2 separate regions of the Mus musculus genome follow, and region 1 is linked to region 2. The links are chromatin contacts, called in public HiChIP or PLAC-seq maps. All regions are on one chromosome and are shown on one strand. The core of a region is the stretch at or near the end of the contact, and the rest is flanking DNA. Distances in the headings are between cores, read along the strand shown. Region 1 has its middle 40 kb from the start of Tcf7l1. Region 2 holds the start of Sh2d6 (SH2 domain containing 6).

What was found. HiChIP or PLAC-seq counts read pairs in DNA pulled down with a chosen protein or histone mark.
Region 1: an H3K27ac HiChIP or PLAC-seq map of embryonic stem cells shows a contact between it and region 2, with 5 read pairs. The contact joins the enhancer-like site here to the promoter of Sh2d6 in region 2. A contact is called at or near these places in 3 of 115 datasets of contacts at active chromatin or transcription factors (all in embryonic stem cells) and 1 of 9 other capture datasets (embryonic stem cells).

The regions. Positions count from the first base shown.
Region 1 is chr6:72,827,295-72,830,657 of GRCm38.p6, reverse strand. No RefSeq gene overlaps it. Among named protein-coding and RNA genes, the nearest start is that of Tcf7l1, 40 kb to the right of the region's middle. Within about 2 kb of position 1,612, at least 7 of the 459 cell types and tissues checked have an H3K27ac peak or open chromatin away from gene starts, as enhancers often do. A contact at or near this core is called in embryonic stem cells, where this site is marked.
Region 2 is chr6:72,518,560-72,521,985 of GRCm38.p6, reverse strand. Sh2d6 (SH2 domain containing 6) reads left to right here and starts at 1,950. Exons shown (of 12, transcript NM_001374030.1): 1 at 1,950-2,026; 2 at 2,104-2,225; 3 at 3,018-3,075. The coding sequence starts at 2,160.

The DNA.
Region 1 (3,363 bases), core at 363-2,862, 310 kb before region 2:
CTTGGCAATGACCCTTCCAGCCTTTCCCTCAAAAGGACCTAAGACTGCTTACATGGGCACTTACACGGGACACTGAGGATATGGCGATTACAAAGCATTTTGAAAATGATTGCACATAAACCCCTAGTTGATATTGCTAGTGAAAGGCAGGAGGTGGGGGGCTGAAGAGATGGCTCAGCAGTTAAGATGGTGTTCTCCTATTCCTGGGGACAGGACACAGCACCCACACAGGGTGGCTCACAACCATCTGGAACTCAAGCTGAGGGTATCTGTTATCTTCTTCTGACTTCAAGCACTGCACTAATGAGAACATAGAGAAATAATTGGGGGGAAGGGCCACAGGTGTGGTGGCACAGGCTTTTAATGCCAGCACTCAGGAGGCAGAGACAGGCAGATCTGAGTTTGAGGCCAATCCAATCTACATAGTGAGTTCCAGGATAGCCAGGGCTATGTAAAGAGAATCTGTCTCCAAAGATATCAAAGTAAATAAGTAATAAGGCTGGAGAGATAGCTTAGTGGCTAAAAGCACTGGCTGCTCTTGCAAAGGACCCAGGTTCAATTCCCAGCACATACGTGGTGGCTTGTAACTGTAGCTCCATTCTAAGGATCTGACACCTTCTTCTGGCCTCTGCAGGCATTAAGCATGCATGTGGTAGACAGACAGACAAATAGGCAACACACCCATGCACACAAAATAAAACTAAAATTTAAAGTATAAATAAGCCGGGCAGTGGTGGCACACTTGGAGGCAGAGGCAGGCAGATTTCTGAGTTTGAGGCCAGCCTGGTCTACAAAGTGAGTTCCAGGACAGCCAGAGCTATGCAGAGAAACCCTGTCTCGAAAAACCAACATCATCATCATCATCATCATCATAATGATGTATAAATAAATAGTAATTTTTAAATGCAAAGTTGGAGGCAGTTCTGGGGATAGAGCTCACTTTGTAAAATGTTTCATCTAGTATGTAAAAAGCCCTTGAGAAAATTCTGGAAGGAGAATGTCTTAGGGTTTCATTGCTATGAAGAGACACCATGACCAAGGCAACTCTTCTAAAAGAAAACATTTAATTGGAGCTGGCTTACAGTTTCAGAGGTTTGATCCATTATCATCAATCATGGTGGGGAACTTAACCACGTGCAGGCATACATGGTGCTGTAGGAACCCAGAGTTCTACGTTTCCACAGAAGGAGACTGTGTGCCACACTGGGTGTAGCTTGAGCATTTGTGAACTCAAAGCCCGCTATATCCTGTGACAGGTAGGGACTGAGGGATGCTGGGAGAACCTGGCAGCCAGGTCCACTTTGATATGTTAAATAGGTACCTCAGCCATTTGTCCTAGGTTTGAGACTTTACAGGCAATGGGAAGAGAAAGATTTAAGAAACAACAAAATCCTCCTAGGCAGGAACTTAGCCCAAGGAGACCGTGCTTGCCTAGTGTGTGAGATGCTCTGGGTTCAAACTCCAGTGCCACAAACAAGCAAGCAAACAAATGTCCCTTCTCCTCCCTTCCCCTCAGCCCCTGGAGCCTTTGTTTCATCTTTTACTTAGGTGCAAATGTGGACGCACATGAGTGTAGTGCCTGTGGATGCCAGAAGAGGGCAGCAGTTAACTGGGACTGAGGTTACAGGAGGCTAGGAACAGCCTGACATAGGTCCTGGGAACCACACTGGGGTCCTACACAAGAGCAGTGTTCAGTCTTAAGCATTGAGCAGTCAGCCCAGCCCTGATGTTGCTCTTTAGTGGTAGTTCAGTCTGGGCCTTATTTCTTCCCGGAGAGGAAAATAGGGCTGACCCACAGAGGATCTGAGTTCAAATTCTTAGACCCCACATAAAAAGCTATACACTGCTATGTGGGTAGCCTCAGTGCTGTGAGGGACAAACATGGGGGATTGTTATGGCTTGCTGGCAGCCAGTCTATCTCCAGGTTCAGTGAGAGGCCCTGTCTCTGGGAATAAGGCAGAGTGGTAGAGCAGGACACCAGATATGCTCTTCTGGCCCCCAGATACCTTTGCACACATATCCACATACATCACACATACAGGTCTCAATGAAAAGGGAATAGGGAGGTGTTGCGGCCGCCAGCAGCTCGTAACGTGAACGGTTCGACTGATATGGCTACTCAAGCTGTAAGAGAGGAATCTAGGGGGCGAAAGAAGAAACGGAGCTAAGACAAATTCATTCTGATCAAAACTCAAATTTTATTGTTGCGACACTAGTTATGAAGGAAGGGGGAGGGGACCCGATTCCCGCCGAATAATCTCTGATCCAGTAGAAAGGTGAGCACGTGTGTGGCTCCAAACAGCAAAGCGGCAGGTTCCAGCAGTGGGCGTGGCAGAACGAATGAGCAGGAAGCTCCACCCCTGAGCAAGCAGGTTTCAGGCTGGGGGAGGGGAGACTACAGGGAGGTGGGGACTTTAGCTTAGGAAAAGACATCTGCTGCCACTGTCAAGCCTGTCAGAGCCCCCAGCCTCCCATGGCTTTATAATCTTTCTGGTCAGTTTCTTAATCGAGGGCCCACCTTTCAAGAGAAGTCGTGTTGACCAATTAAAAAATCTTTTTTAGGCAGGGCATGGTAACACACAGCTTTAATTCCAGCACTTGGGAGAGAGAGGCAGGCAGATCTCTTAAGTTCAAGGTCAGCCTGGTCTATGTAGTGAGTTCCATAACAGGTTATGTAGAAAGATCTTGTTAAAATTAAGTAAATAAGTAAACAAATAAATAAACCAAAAAATGAGAAAAAAACAACAACAAAAATCTTTTCAGAAAATGGAAACACTCATCTGTCATCCCAGCACACCTGTCATGCCAGCACACCTGTCAGTCAGTCATCCTAGCACACCTGTCAGTCATCCTAGCACACCTGACAGTCATCCCAGCACACCTGTCAGTCATCCTAGCACACCTGTCATCCCAGCACACTTATCAGTCATCCCAGCACACCTGACATCCCAGCACACTTATCAGTCATCCCAGCACACCTGACATCCCAGCACACCTGACATCCCAGCACACCTGACATCCCAGCACACCTGACATCCCAGAGAGGGATAAGGTAAGGTGAGAGGACCATGAGTTCCAGGCCAGCCTTGACTACAGAGTGAGAACCATTCTCAAAACCCAAAAGGGGGGGAGGGGGTGGTGGTGAGAGACAAAAAAGGCTGAGCTGTGATGGCACACACCTTTAATCCCATCATGGGAGGTAGAGAACATGTGAGTCTGAGGCCAGCCTGGTCTACATAGAGTGTTCTAGGCCAGCCAAGGCTATATAATGAGGCCCAGTCTTTTTTTTTTTTTTTTTAAGATTTATTTATTTACTATATGTAAGTACACTGTAGCTGTCTTCAGACACTCCAGAAGAGGGCG
Region 2 (3,426 bases), core at 701-3,200:
GCAAGGTGGCATCTGTCCATCAATGTCACCCAATACGGTTCTGAAAAGGTGATGCCAGAGAGCCACACCTGGTCCGGCTTAGGTCTTCTAGCTTGGATGAAGAACTAGAGACCACAGCTATAGAGGAGAGCGGGGCCCTGGGAGTGCCCTGGATAAAGTCCATTTTGGGTGGGAGACCACAGGCAGAGGCGGGCACCTTCCAATACTTAGAATATGTAAATAATGGGAACAATGGAGCCCTTATCCCCCAGGACATTTGTGGCAGCTCCTGGGCTCTAGAGAGGCAAAGGGGCTCCGCTCACCTACCTTGCCATGGTGAGACTTGGTTCTAGAGGATCCTTGGGCCCATATACCTGCTGAGACTCCTAGAGATCCAGGACTGTGGGCAGGGAGAGTCCCAGCTGTACTAACCACTCTGCCCCTGCTCTTTCTAGGACAGGTTCAGTGGCAGCAAGGCCCGGTGAGTGCCCCTCTTTCTCCTGCTCGCCCCTTTGTCTTCACCTACCTCCCCCTCACTGGAGCAGCTGTCTATCTCTATCCACCCGTGTGCTTCCACTCTGCCAGCCCTGTGCCCAGCATCCCTAGGGTATCATCTTATCCAGCTGTGCACCAAAGGCCACTAATTCTGCCTGCCCCCTGAGCCCACCCCAGTCTTCTCCTTCCATTGCTCTGATCTCAGGTCCAGGCTGTCACACTGGCTTCTTCAGAGAGCATTCCTAGTCATAAGTGTGAGTGGTCTAAAGTGCAATGTCACCCTGACAGCACTCAGGGTCTCTTTGGGCAGAGCTGAGTAGAGTCTGCTTACAGGTTGGGGCCACCACTCCTTCCTGCCAGAGGTGCAGGTAAGTGCACAGTGAGTCTTAGGGGCCCAGCAGACCAGGGTCCTCCACAGTTGGATCTCCCTGAGTGACTCTAGATAGCCTGTCCCACCACCTGTCCAGCAAGGCTTAGCACCTAAGCTTGGTTCTCTTACGTGTCTTGGTCAGAATCCGGGTACGGGGGTCAGGAGCCATTGATGGGTGAAACAAACACATCTGCCGAGATCCCCGTGTTTCACCACACCTGTCTTGTCTACACTGCTAAAAAGGCCCCTTTTATGGGTTCCTTTAGTTGTAGGGTTGAAATCTATAGTTAAGGGAAGACGGTTTACGATTTATCAGAGAGAGAGAGCAAAATAAACCTTTTGCTGGAAGTAGGTGGGCTGGGGTGAAGCAAAACCAGTCTATCTATCCAGATACCCAAGTTTGGAGAGAAAGTAGAGCCAACCCATCTTTCCTGTCTGGCCCAGAGACCTGGAGAAACAGGGTAAGTCGGAATGCTGAGGATGGGGGAGGGGAGGGAGGGAGGCACCAGCCACCAGGGCCTGCCATGTTCAAGCCTCCATCTTCCCTATGCCACCAGCATCCCTTTTTGAAGGCCCAGGAAGAGGGAGAAGAGGAGGATAAATATGAGCTGCCCCCCTGTGAGGTTCTGCCCGTCAGTCTGGCCCCTGCACAGTCTCTTGGCTCTAAAGACGACTCCTTGTATCTGGGTGAGGGCTGGGAGGAGGGAAGGGCTGAGAGGTTGGGTCAAGGCAAGAGGGTCCAACAAAAGGAGAATCCGGCCCGGCCTCTCTTCCTTCTGCCTGAGTTGGGGCAGAAAAGGGCCTCAGCTGGCTGCCACTGAGGCCTCTCAGCTGGGCAGAAAAGGCTAGAGAGATGGAAAGGAGTTAAAACTGTAAAGAAGGAAAATGGAGAGGAGGCAGGAGGGAGGGGTGAGGTAACTAAGGCAACGTTGACAAAGCAGGAAGCCCGACCCAGTCCCTAGGGCCTTGCGTTCCCTCCTCTGAAATCGCTGCACATCCTCCCAACCAGGGTGGGAATGCCCTGAGAGGCCACCACCACTGGCATCTCACCCCCCCACCCCCACCCCCGCTCAGTCATGTGGGGGCAGGGAAGCTGACTGTCTCCAGTTGCCATGGAGACGGAGCTGTTAAGAAGCCAATAAGTAGAGGAGACAGGAGGAGAGAGGGAGAGATGAGGGCTAGGTGGGGAGAAAGTGGGAATAGACTAGGGAGGACCTTCCTCCCTCTCCCCAGTTTACAAAGCATGGGGTCTCTTTCAGATCGTTCTGGGCCCCTGGATCCATCCAAGCCACCACTGCCCCCGCCTCAGTCTACCATGGCCAGAGGACTCCCCATAAACCCTTCCTTCCCTACCCGCCCTACCTCTGGCTACCATTTCCCGGTGAGTAAATCTTACAAACATCTCATTTGCACAACCCCTCCCGCCCCCCCACCCCCCCTCCCCGCTCCCGTTCCACCCCCAACATGCGTTTATATTCTAGATGCCAGGAAACCTCTGCCTGTGCATTACAAACCAGAGTGAAACAAACAAACAAATAAACAACAAAATAGCTCCTCCCACTTGCCTAAAGGGTCCTTTCATCCCTTCCTTAGTCACCCCTCTGCTCTGCTCCCCGCTCCAGCACAGCTCAGCAGGGCTCTCCATCCTCTGCTGGGGTTGGGGGCAAGGCTCAGCTACCTTCACCTGGGCCCTGGACCACAGGACCCATCTCTGGCCAGAGGGGTCAGCTGTCGTCATCCCAACTCCCTTCCCCGCTGTGATCTGGTGGCTATTCACTTTCGTATTTTACAGAATAAAAATAAATAAATAAGCAGGGGAAATTTCGCAGTAAGGAAAGGACCCCAACTAGAGGCAGGGGGAAGCATTGTCAGTCTCCTTTTGTAGTATTTTATGTTTGTTTTTGTTTGTTCAGTTGTGTTTTCTGGGGGAGGGGCAGTTGAGAGGGGGGGTCTCATGGAGCCCAGGCTGGCCTTAGACTCACATCTACCCTGCCTCAGCTTCAAGCATGAACAGGCTAACAATTCAGTGTTAGTGTTGAAAGCAGCACATCAGCTCTACCCCCTTGCACCCCAGCTTCCTTGTTCTTCAACTGCCTGCACTTCACACCTCCCTCTCTCCTCCCTCCTCCCTCTTCCCTCCTCCCTCATTTCCCTCTTTCCATAATGCCCACAGCTGAAGACAGCAATGAACCCACAGCCTGCAAAGCAGGGACCTGTTTTTGGAAGGCAAGGTAGAGTGTCCCCTCTCTTTCCACGGCTCCACATAGGGAGGGGAGGCCTCTCCTACACTTCTTCTCTCCTAGAATTTTGGGGTTGCCTTGAACAGGGCTTGCTGCATCCCTCCTAGCCACACCTCCTTTTTGTTTGCCAAGCCTCCAAGTCAGTCAGTACAGGTATCATTACCACCAAAGCCATGATCTGCTGTGCCCTAGAGTTTGAAAGCAGAGGCCCTGACCTCCAGGCCCTGTCTTCAGTCAGTGTGATCCCTTGGCCAGGTGAGGGGCACCCTAGAATGAAGTGGTCAAACCTAAGACCCTCCATAGTGAGACAGCTGAGTATTATCCCTCATCAACAGGCAACCT